Linked DNA regions of Ovis aries: region 2 is linked to region 1. The links are chromatin contacts, called in public Hi-C maps. All regions are on one chromosome and are shown on one strand. The core of a region is the stretch at or near the end of the contact, and the rest is flanking DNA. Distances in the headings are between cores, read along the strand shown.

Region 1 (5,211 bases), core at 1,485-3,984:
TTCTCCAGGCAAGAGCACTGGAGTGGGTTGCCATTTCCTTCTCCAATGCATAAAAGTGAAAAGTGAAAGGGAAGTCACTCAGCTGTGTCCGACTCTTAGTGACCCCATGGACTACAGCCTACCAGGCTGCTCCATCCATGGGATTTTCCAGGCAAGAATACTGCAGTGGGGTGCCATTGCCTCCTCCGGAGGTTGCTCTAATCTGGAGTTCACTGCAGAGAGGATTGTGGTGAAGAAGTCACCTTGAACTTTTGGGACTTCCCTGGTGGTCCAGCAGTTAAGACTTCATCTCCCAATGCAGGGAGTGAGTGTTCGATCCCTGATCAGGGAGCTAAGATACCTCTTGGGCAGAAAACCAAGACATGGAACAAAAGCAACATTGCAACAAATTCAATAAAGACTTTTGAAAAAACAAACAAACAAAACCCTGCATTTGTGTGCAAACAGTTGCTTAAGCAAATAATAATGGCTAACATTTATTGAACACTTGCAATAAGACAGGTACTGCTCTAAGCCGTTTGTGATGTATTTTCTGAAAACTACTAAAGGCTAGCTAATATTATTATTAGCTTAGTGTTACAGATGTGAAAGCTCAAGCACAGGTGAGTAGTATTTTCAGGGTCCTAGGGCTGATAAGAGACGTTAGTGTGTAGAGCTTAGCTGTGGCCAACTCTTTGCAACCCCATGGACTGTATCCCACCTGGCTCCTCTGTCTATGGGATTTCCCTGGGCAAGAATACCGGAGTGGGTTGCCATTTCCTTCTCCAGGGGATCTTCCTGACCCAGGGGTTGAACCCTCGTCTTCTGTGTCTCCTGCATTGGCAGGCAGATTCTTTACCAGTGAGCCACCTGGAAAGCTGATATAAGATGCTGCTGGAGTTAAAATCCAGTCAGTCTAGCTCCAGTCAGTGGTCCTGACCACCATGCTGAGGGGCCTGGCTTGGAGTCCCAGACTGAGGATTTGGTTCAAAGTGTGCCCACATTTAAAAGTGAGATGCTGTTAAATCACTTCCCAAGAAGGCTGTGTCATTCTCTGGTCCTACCAGAGTGAGCATAAAGGTGGTCTCTTTCCCCTCCAAGGAATATGTTTTCTTCATTTTCTACCCTGGGTTTGGGTATACAGAAATGCGATACACCCAGCATAAGGTCCACCATAAAGAAGGTAGGTGACTGAGGGCTGCTAACCAAAGGAATCATTGGGACTTCCCTGGTGGTCGAGTGGCTAAGAATCCGCCTTGCAATGCAGAGGTTTGGTACCTGGTTGGGGAACTAAGATCCCCAGTGCTTCCAAATAAATCAATAAAAAATAAAAAAATAAAATGATTGGATGGATGAAGTGGGGCATCAGGAGTGCCATTGCACAGTGTGGGGTCTTGCCTTGATATGGAGCATTTTTAAAGTCTTTATTGAATTTGTTACAATATTGCTTCTGTTTTGCCTCTTGGCTTTTTGGCAGGAGGCATGGGAGATCTTAGCTCCCGGATCAGGGATTGAACCTGTACTCCCTGCACTGAAAGGGGAAATTTTAACCACTGGACCACCAGGGAATCCTGCCTTGATATTAATTCATTTAATACAAGTGTGAAGTGTTCCTTATTTTCCTTATTTTTCTCTTCTTACCTCAGAGTGGCTGCTCTCTGCCCCTGATGAAGTGTTTTCTTCTGATAAGAAAGGCCTTCTGTGACCATCCTGTATAAAACAAGAATCCCCACATCACCCTACAGTTCCATAATCCTCTTACTCTTTTTCTCCATTGCACCTATCCCTTTCTGACACCTATTTACTACTTTTACCACTTCTATTTTATTGCTTATCTCCTTGGTCTCCCCTTCTCTCTTCCACAACAGAATATAAGCTTCACAAAGGAAGTGGCTTTGTTTGTTTTAATCACTCATTTATCATCAGTGCCAAGGACATTTCCTGGCCTTACTAGCAGTTCAGACAATATTTGGTGAAGATGGCGCTTATTCTTCTCTGTTCCAGGAGCTGGAGCTGCAGCAGCCAGTGGGACAGAGGACCTGCCCTCAAGGCCCGATAGGAAACCTGACTGGGCCTAGGAGGCTGGAGATGCTCTCGGGGCGGGGCTGAAGGTCACTTGCATCTTTTAAGGAAATTTCTAGAAGAGGCAGCCAGTGCTCTCAGAGACGCGGCCCGCCCGCCCCACAGCGCCTCCTGGCGGCCTCCCTGCGGGCGGAGCAGGAGCCGCGCGGGGCTGCGGAGGGACCTCCCTCTTGCTTGCGCACTGGGGACCCCGCGAGCTCTCCGGCCGCTTCTTCCCGACTTTCAGATACTTCTGTTTTCGGCCGTGGCGGAAAGAGGAAGGAGGACTGGGGAAGGGCGAAGTGAGGGGCGGGGCCGACAGGGAATTGGAAGGGAGGTCAGAATCTTGACGACTTCTTCCTCCGCGTCATCCGCAAGACATGTTTATTCAGTTTCGAGGTCCCCTCATTTTGGGACATGCTTGCTTTTCCTCCGGACCCCTTCGAGTGTTATCTTCTTTCCCTTCCTCCCACACCTCGCGAGGCGAGGAGCGAGGTCAGAAGGCGGAGACGAGTGCCGTGCTTATGTCCTCCTGGGACACGAAGTCCCTCGGCATTGTCCTGGGCTTTGAGATCAGGCAGGCGGGGCTTCCGTGTTTGCGTTCGGGCTCCACGGTCGGCGGGCACTGGGCGCGTCGCTTCGGGCTTGGTTTGGTGGAAGCCCTGCCCTACGACCTACTGGGAAGGAAGAGCCTGCCCGCGCCGAGGTCAGGACGCCACCTGGCGGCCGAAGCCCGCGTCCCGCAGCCCATGTGCGCCTTGTACGTGCATGCTGAGTCGCTTCAGTCTTCCCTGACTTGATTCCCCTCGCAAGAACACTGGAGTGGGTTGCCATGCCCTCCTCCAGGGCATCTTCCCCAGCCAGGGATGTCTCTTACCTCTCCTGCATTGGCAGCCGGGTTCTTTACCACTGGCGCCACCACCGCCTTGAGGGGCTCTTTGAGCACAGGGATCCCGGTGTTGGCGTCACTTCCCAGGCTCTGCCCTCCTGCCGTTAACACAGGATCCCTGGGTCTATTTCACTTCGTGATTGGATCATTTGGAATAGGCATGTTAAGGTGGTATTCGGTGCTGTTGTTGTTGCTAGGTCGTGTCTGACTCTGCGACCCCATGGACAGCGGCACACCAGGCTTCCTTGCCCTACACTATCTCCTGGAGCTTGCTCAAACTCATGTCCATTGAGTCGGTGATGCCATCAAGCCATCTCATCCTCTGTCACCCTCTTCTCCTCCTGCCCTCAATCTTTCTGGGAAAGGGTCTTTTCAGGGTCTTTTCCAATGAGTCACCTCTTCATGTCTGGTGGCCAAAGTATTGGAGCTTCAGCTTCAGCATCGTTCCTTCCAATGAGTATTCAGGGTTGTTTTCCTTCAGGTTTGACTATATTGATCTCATTGCTGTCCAAGGGTCTCTCAAGAGTCTTCTCTAGCAATTTGAAAGCATCAGTTCTTCAGCACTTAGTCTTCCTTATGGTCCAACTCTCACATCCATACATGAATACTGGAAAAACTATAGCTTTTTTACTAGACAGATCTTTGTTATAAAGTGATGTCTCTGCTTTTAGTATGTCTGAGTTTGTCATACCTTTCCTTCCAAGGAGCAAGCTACAGTCACTGTAGTCATGGCTATAGTCACTGTCTGCAGTGATTTTGGAGCCCAAGAAAAGAAAATCTGTCACTGTTTCCACTGTTTCCCATCTATTTGCCATAAAGTGATGGGATCAGATGCCATGATCTTTGTTTTTTGAATGTTGGGTTTAAAGCCAGCTTTTTTACTCTCCTCTTTCACCCTCAAGAGGCTCTTTAGTTCCTCATCACTTTCTTCCATTAGAGTGGTTTCATCTGAAGTTGTTGATATTTCCCTGGCAATTATGATTCCAGCTTGTGATTCATCCAGCCTGGCATTACGCATGATGTACTCTGCACGTCAGTTAAATAAGCAGGGGGACAATATAAACCTTGACATACTCCTTTCCCAATTTTGAACCAGTCCATTGTTCTATATCCAGTTCTAACGATTTCTTTTTTTTTTTAATATTGTGTGTGTATGTGTGAACCATTTTCAAAGTCTTTATTGAATTTGTTAACAATATTGTTTCTGGTCTATGTTTTGTTTTTTGGCCATGAGACATGTGGGATCTTAGCTCCCCAACCAGGGATCGAACATGCACCCCCTGTATTGGAAGGTAAAGTCTTAACCACTAGACTGCCAGGAAGGTCCCTAATTATTTCTTCTTGACTTGCATACAGGTTTCTCAGGGGACAGGTTAGGTGGTTTGGTATTCCCAGCTTGTTAAGAATTTTCGACGGTTTGTTGTGATCTGCAGTCAAAAGCTTTCACGTAGTCAATGAAGCAGATGTTTTTCTGGAATTCCCTTCCTTTCTCTATGATCCAATGGAGGCTGGCAATTTGATCTCTGGTTCCTCTGCCTTTTCTAAACCCAGTTTGTACATCTGGAAGTTTTCAGCTCATGTCCTTCTGAAGCCTAGCTTGGAGGATTTTGAACATTACCTTGCTACCATGTGAAAGGAGTTCAATTGTGCAATAGTTTGAATGTTCTATGGCATCTTCCTTCTTTGGGATTGTAATGACACCTGACCAGTCCTGTGGCCACTTCTGAGTTTTCCAAATTTGTTGACATATTGAGTATATAACTTTAACAGCATCCTCTTTATGATTTGAAAAAGCTCAGCTGGAATTCCATCACCTCCACTAGCTTTGTTCGTAGTAATGCTTCCTAAGACCCACTTGACTTCACACTCCCAGATGTCTGGCTCTAAGTGAGTGACCATACCATTGTGGTTATCTGGGTCATTATGGCCTTTTTTTGTATAGTTTCTCTCTGTATTCTTGCCACTTCTTCTCAATCTTTTCTGCTTCTGTTAGATCCTTACTGATTCTGTCTTTGTCATGCCCATCTTTGTATGAAATGTTACTGTGATATCTCCAATTTTCTTGAAGAGATCTCTAGTTTTCCCATTCTGTTGTTTTCCTCTGTTTCTTTTTGTTGTTCCCTTAAGAAGGCTTTCTTATTTCTCCTTGCTATTCTCTGGAACTCTGCATTCAGTTGGGTTTATCTTTCTCTTTCTTCCTTGCTTTTTGCTTCTCTTCTTTCTCAGGTATTTGTAAAGCCTCCTCAGACAACCACTTTGCCTCCTTGTATTTCTTCTTCTTT
Region 2 (5,211 bases), core at 1,983-4,482, 550 kb before region 1:
TTGTCCAACACTTTGCGACTCCATGGACTGTAGCCGACCAGGCTTCTCTGTCCATGGGATTCTCCAGGCAAGAATACTGGAGTGGGTTGCCATTTCCTTCTCCAGGGGATCTTCCCAACCCAGGGATTGAACCCAGGTCACCAAGGCCTGTGGTAAATGGAAGGGGCAGGGGAAGAGGCAGGTCCCAGGGCAAGACTAGACTGTCAAGATGAACAGCTGTCCCTCAAGGCCCCTCCTCAACTGGGTCTTTCATTCCCTCCCAAGATGCAATAGTCTTGATGGCATTCAAACCCTCCCCCACTACCATGGGGACTCGGGGAATCCACAGAGCCTTCAGGACAGCAGGTGGGGGTGGGTGCAGGGGACACAATCAGTTCAGTTCAGTTCAGTCACTCAGTCATGTCCAACTCTTTGCAATCCCATGAATCGCAGCACGCCATGCCTCCCTGTCCATCACCAACTCCCAGAGTTCACTCAGACTCACGTCCATTGAGTCAGTGATGTCATCCAGCCATCTCATCCTCTGTCGTCCCCTTCTCCTCCAGCTCCCAAACCCTCCCAGCATCAGAGTCTTTTCCAATGAGTCAGCTCTTCGCATGAGGTGGCCAAAGTACTGGAGTTTCAGCTTCAGCATCATTCCCTCCAAAGAAACCCTAGGGCTGATCTCCTTCAGAATGGACTGGTTGGATCTCCTTGCAGTCCAAGGGACTCTCAAGAGTCTTCTCCAATACCACAGTTCAAAAGCATCAGTTCTTCAGCGCTCAGCTTTCTTTATAGTCCAACTCTCACATCCATACATGACTACTGGAAAAACCATAGCCTTGACTAGACGGAACTTTGTTGGCAAAGTAATGTCTCTGCTTTTCAATATGCTATCTAGGTTGGTCATAACTTTTCTTCCAAGGAGTAAGCATCTTTTCATTTCATGGCTGCAGTCACCATCTGCAGTGATTCTAGAGCCCCCCAAAATAAATTCTGACACTGTTTCCACTTCCCCATCTATTTCCCATGAAGTAATGGGACCAGATGCCATGATCTCAGTTTTCTGAATGTTGAGCTTTAAGCCAACATTTTCACTCTCCTCTTTCACTTTCATCAAGAAGCTTTTAGTTCCTCTTCACTTTCTGCCATAAGGATGGTGTCATCTGCATATCTGAGGTTATTGATATTTCTCCCAGCAATCTTGATTCCAGCTTGTGCTTCTTCCAGCCCAGCGTTTCTCATGATGTACTCTGCATAGAAGTTAAATAAGTAGGGTGACAATATACAGCCTTGACGTACTCCTTTTCCGATTTGGAACCAGTCTGTTGTTCCATGCCAGTTCTAACTGTTGCTTCCTGACTTGCATATAGGTTTCTCAAGAGGCAGGTCAGGTGGTCTGGTATTCCCATCTCTTTCAGAATTTTCCACAGTTTATTGTGATCCACACAGTCAAAGACAGAAATATATGTTTTTCTGGAACTCTCTTGCTTTTTCCATGATCCAGTGGATGTTGGCAATTTGATCTCTGGTTCCTCTGCCTTTTCTAAAACCAGCTTGAACATCTGGAAGTTCACGGTTCACATACTGCTGAAGCCTGGCTTGGAGAATTTTGAGCATTACTTTACTAGTGTGTGAGATAAGTGCAATTGTGCAGTAGTTTGAGCATTCTTTGGCATTGCCTTTCTTTGGGACTGGAATGAAAACTGACCTTTTCCAGTCCTGTGGCCACTGCTGAGTTTTCCAAATAAATGGTGGCTTGGGTACCTGGGTACCAACTGAAACCCTGTGCCACAGTACAGCATGAAGGACTCAGGATAGCAAAGGCCTGGGGTGGTGGGTGAAGCTTTGAAAATAATAAGAGGATGGGTTCCAGATGGGTTTATCAGATGTGTAAAGCTGGTTCCAAGTTATCATTAAGGTCTGTCTACAAAAAGAACATCCTCAAAAACGATACTGATAGGAGACTTCACTGGTGGTCCAGTGGTTAAGACTTCACCTTCCAGTGCAGATGGTGTGGGTTCGATCCCTGGTTGGAGAGCTAAGATCTCACATGCCTCAAGAACAAAAATAAAATAAAAACATAAAACAGAAGCAATATGGTAACAAATTCAATAAAGACTTTAAAAATGGTCGACATTAACGGGACATTAAAAGGACACTGGCAATCAAAACTACAGTGAGATACCACTTCGCCATCGCCACTACTAGGATGGCTATAATCAAAAAGACAGATGATAACAATTGTTGGTGAGGATGTGAAGATGTGGAACACTCATACACGGTTGGTCGAATGTAAAATAGCAGCTGCTTTGGAAACCAGTTTGGGGGTTCCTCCAAATGTCAAACATGGCATATGGTCCACAATTCTACTCCTAGGTATATACCTAAGAGAAATGAAAACATAAGTTCATACAAAGACTTGTACATGAATGTTCATAGCAGTTTTATTCATAATAGCCTCAAAGTACGAACCATCTAACTGTCCATCAGCTGGTCAAAGATAAAATGTAGCGTGTCCACACAGCCCAGTCTATTCAATCACAAAAGGGAATGAAGCATTGCTACACGTTGCAACGTTGATGAACCTCGAAAAAATCCTGTGAAGTGAAGGAAGCTGGGTCACAAAAGAGCGCATGCATGATTCCACTTTCCTGAAATGTCCTGAGTAGGCAAATCCATAGAGACAGAAAGTAGAGTAGCGGTTTCCAGCAGCCAGTAGGAGGAGGGAATGGGGAGTAACTGTAAATGGCTTTTCTTCTTCTTCTTCTTCTTCTTCTTCTTCTTCTTTTTTTTTTTTTTTAAAGGGGAGGTAGTGTTATGAAAGTGATCTGGAACTAGGTAATAGTGATGGTTGCACAACTTTGTGAATATATTAAAAACTACTCTATTGCCCACTTTAAAAGCTGGAATTTTTTGGTGTGTGAATTATATCTCAGTTTTTAAAATCAGGGGAACATGATGCCGATGGAGAGGAGTCAGCGGAACTGAAAAAATGAAATGGATCGCGAGTGTCGCCTGTCCCCGTGCATCGCCTCCATCTGAACGAACTTTAGGCTCAAAAACCGGCACCGAGGGGGCCTTCGGGAAGCGACGCTGGGGACTGGATCTAGGAAGAAACACGGCGCGGGATTCGAAGGGAATGCGGTTAAGGTGGCGGCCTGGGATCGCCTAGGACAGGGGAGGCGTCTGTAGGCTCCGAAGTTGGCCGGGCGGGAGCGGAGATTTAAAGGCTGGAGCGCAGAGGCTCTTAAAGAGGCCCGGGCGAATTCCCACTCGGCGTCCACCTTAAAGCCACCTCCCGGGCGCCAGTGGTCGGACCCGGGTAAGTGCGCGGGACCGCGGGGGAGGCCCGGTACGCGTGCCCTGCTGGGTCCCGGGAGCTCGGCGCAGGTGGCACAAACCTCGTGAGCCGCGCGTCCTCGGAGTCTGGGGCCCGCGGGGGTGGCAGGGTCGCAGCGCCGGGCCCGGCCCCCCCAGCGCCTACGGAGGCGGCGCTCTATTTTTAGCAGGCGCTGTTGCAATATAAGGAATGCGCGGCTCGCCAGGCGCTAGGCTGGGGCGCGCGCGGGCTGCGCGGTCGCTTTAAGGAGGCGCCGGGGCGGGGACCGGCCGAAGCGGCCGGGAGGCCGCGGGCCCAAAGCCGTCAGTCCGGCCGCCTTGGGGCCCGGAGGGCGCGGCGCTGTCTTCTGGTTGGCGCGGGCATGGAGGAGGTGGCCTGAGGCCGGAGCCAAGCTGGGCTGGAGTGCGCGGTGAGAGGTCGGGGCGGGCTGGGAGGGAGGGGACCGGCCGGGCGCTTTGTTCCGGGCGGGAGGTGTGGCCGCCCCGGGCCGGGCCGGAGGACGGCGCTTGGGGACTGGCCTTTTGCCCCCATCTCAGGCTCCAGCGTAACTGTGTGCGATCGAGAAGTCGGCGACGATCGGGACCCCAGTGAGATGGGCCTGCTCACCACCTAAAAAGCCCCTTTCATGGTAACCGCCTTTGGGTTCCTTTTTCCTCTGGCGAGAAGCCGCGGGGAGTGGGCGGCGGGTCTCGAGTGGGATGGGGAAGGGTTGGTGGTGGCTCTTTATATTTTTAGAGGGGCGTTAACGAGGGCAGGGATCTGTCGAGAGAGTTGTCACATTTGTCTGAATGATAAAAAGCAGACTGCTGCATTAACAGTCTTTTGCGGCGCCACAGGGCTTGGGGCTCTGGTCACCACCAGGGCCCCGGCTCATTCATTGAATGGAACCTGCAGGGGCTCCCACTGCGTGTGGGGCACAATGCCAGATCCTGTGCCGCGGGGAAGGTAGGAGTGCAAAGTGAGCCCTGTGTGTCGGTTCTGGGGTCAGGGGAGCACAGGGGCTGTGGGAACAGACAGCGTGGAGGGTCAGGGAAGGCCTCCTAAAGGAGGTGATGCCTGGCAGAGCATGGGCACTGGACACCCAGATAGACTGTGGCTGGCCCTGAGGTCTGTGCTGGCTAGGGCCAGAGGCCAGTCTGGAGAGGCAGACAAGGGCCACTTCATATGGGCCCTGATCCCTGCGCTCTGGGATTGTCCCTCCTTTCCCACCCAGCCCCTACTCCTAGTAAACCTCTTTGGACTAGAATGGTTCTTGTCCCTCCAAGACTCACACTGTGTCCTGGACCTGACCAGAGAGGGTAACTGACAAGGCTCAGATCTGTAGCCTCAAAAGAGTGACCTTCCGCACAGCAGGAATGATGAAGAAATCTGACCAAAAAGCCCCGAAGCTCCACTGTAATAATAGCTGCCAGCAGGGCTTTCACAGACCAGGCACTTGACGTGTATATGCTTGCTCATCATTTGACGAGACTCCAGAAGGGTCTTCTTATTACCCCCATGAAGATGGGGTACAGGGGCTAGAAAGAGTCAGTAACTTGCCCAGGATCCTATCTAGGGTCCATGTAGACCCTCAGCTCTCCAGCCCTTCTGGGGAGGGTCTGGCTGCCCTGGCTTCATGGCTCCCGGTGCAGCCTGTGTTAGGCTTTGACTCCGTTGCCTTTCACTGGTTGGTTCAAGTGTGGGGTGGTGAGCTGCTGGTATTAATAACTGACACGTGTCAGGGGCTTTGCAGCAAACACAGCATTTTCACCATGACAATTCTTAAGAGTTGCTCCTGCTTCTCATCCCAGGAAAGAAACTTGAGCTGGCTAACATTTTTGTAAATCTCCCAATTTCCTATAAATCGCATTTCCCTGCTGACTAGGGGACTGAATATGTTTTGGGTCATG

Evidence for each region. A called contact is a pair of places that touch in the nucleus more often than the background predicts.
Region 2: a Hi-C map of hypothalamus shows a contact between it and region 1, with 4 times the contacts expected there. The contact joins the promoter of MRAS here to the enhancer-like site in region 1. A contact is called at or near these places in 2 of 16 Hi-C or Micro-C datasets (hypothalamus and tail adipose tissue).

The regions. Positions count from the first base shown.
Region 1 is chr1:250,868,279-250,873,489 of ARS-UI_Ramb_v3.0, reverse strand. No RefSeq gene overlaps it. Among named protein-coding and RNA genes, the nearest start is that of TRNAC-ACA, 24 kb to the left of the region's middle. Within about 2 kb of position 2,734, at least 43 of the 54 cell types and tissues checked have an H3K27ac peak or open chromatin away from gene starts, as enhancers often do. A contact at or near this core is called in hypothalamus and tail adipose tissue, where this site is marked.
Region 2 is chr1:251,421,386-251,426,596 of ARS-UI_Ramb_v3.0, reverse strand. It overlaps MRAS (muscle RAS oncogene homolog), which reads left to right and starts at 3,232. Exons shown (of 6, transcript XM_004003306.5): 1 at 3,232-3,304. It overlaps LOC121817295 (a long non-coding RNA gene), which reads right to left and starts at 3,506. Exons shown (of 2, transcript XR_006057149.2): 1 at 3,384-3,506.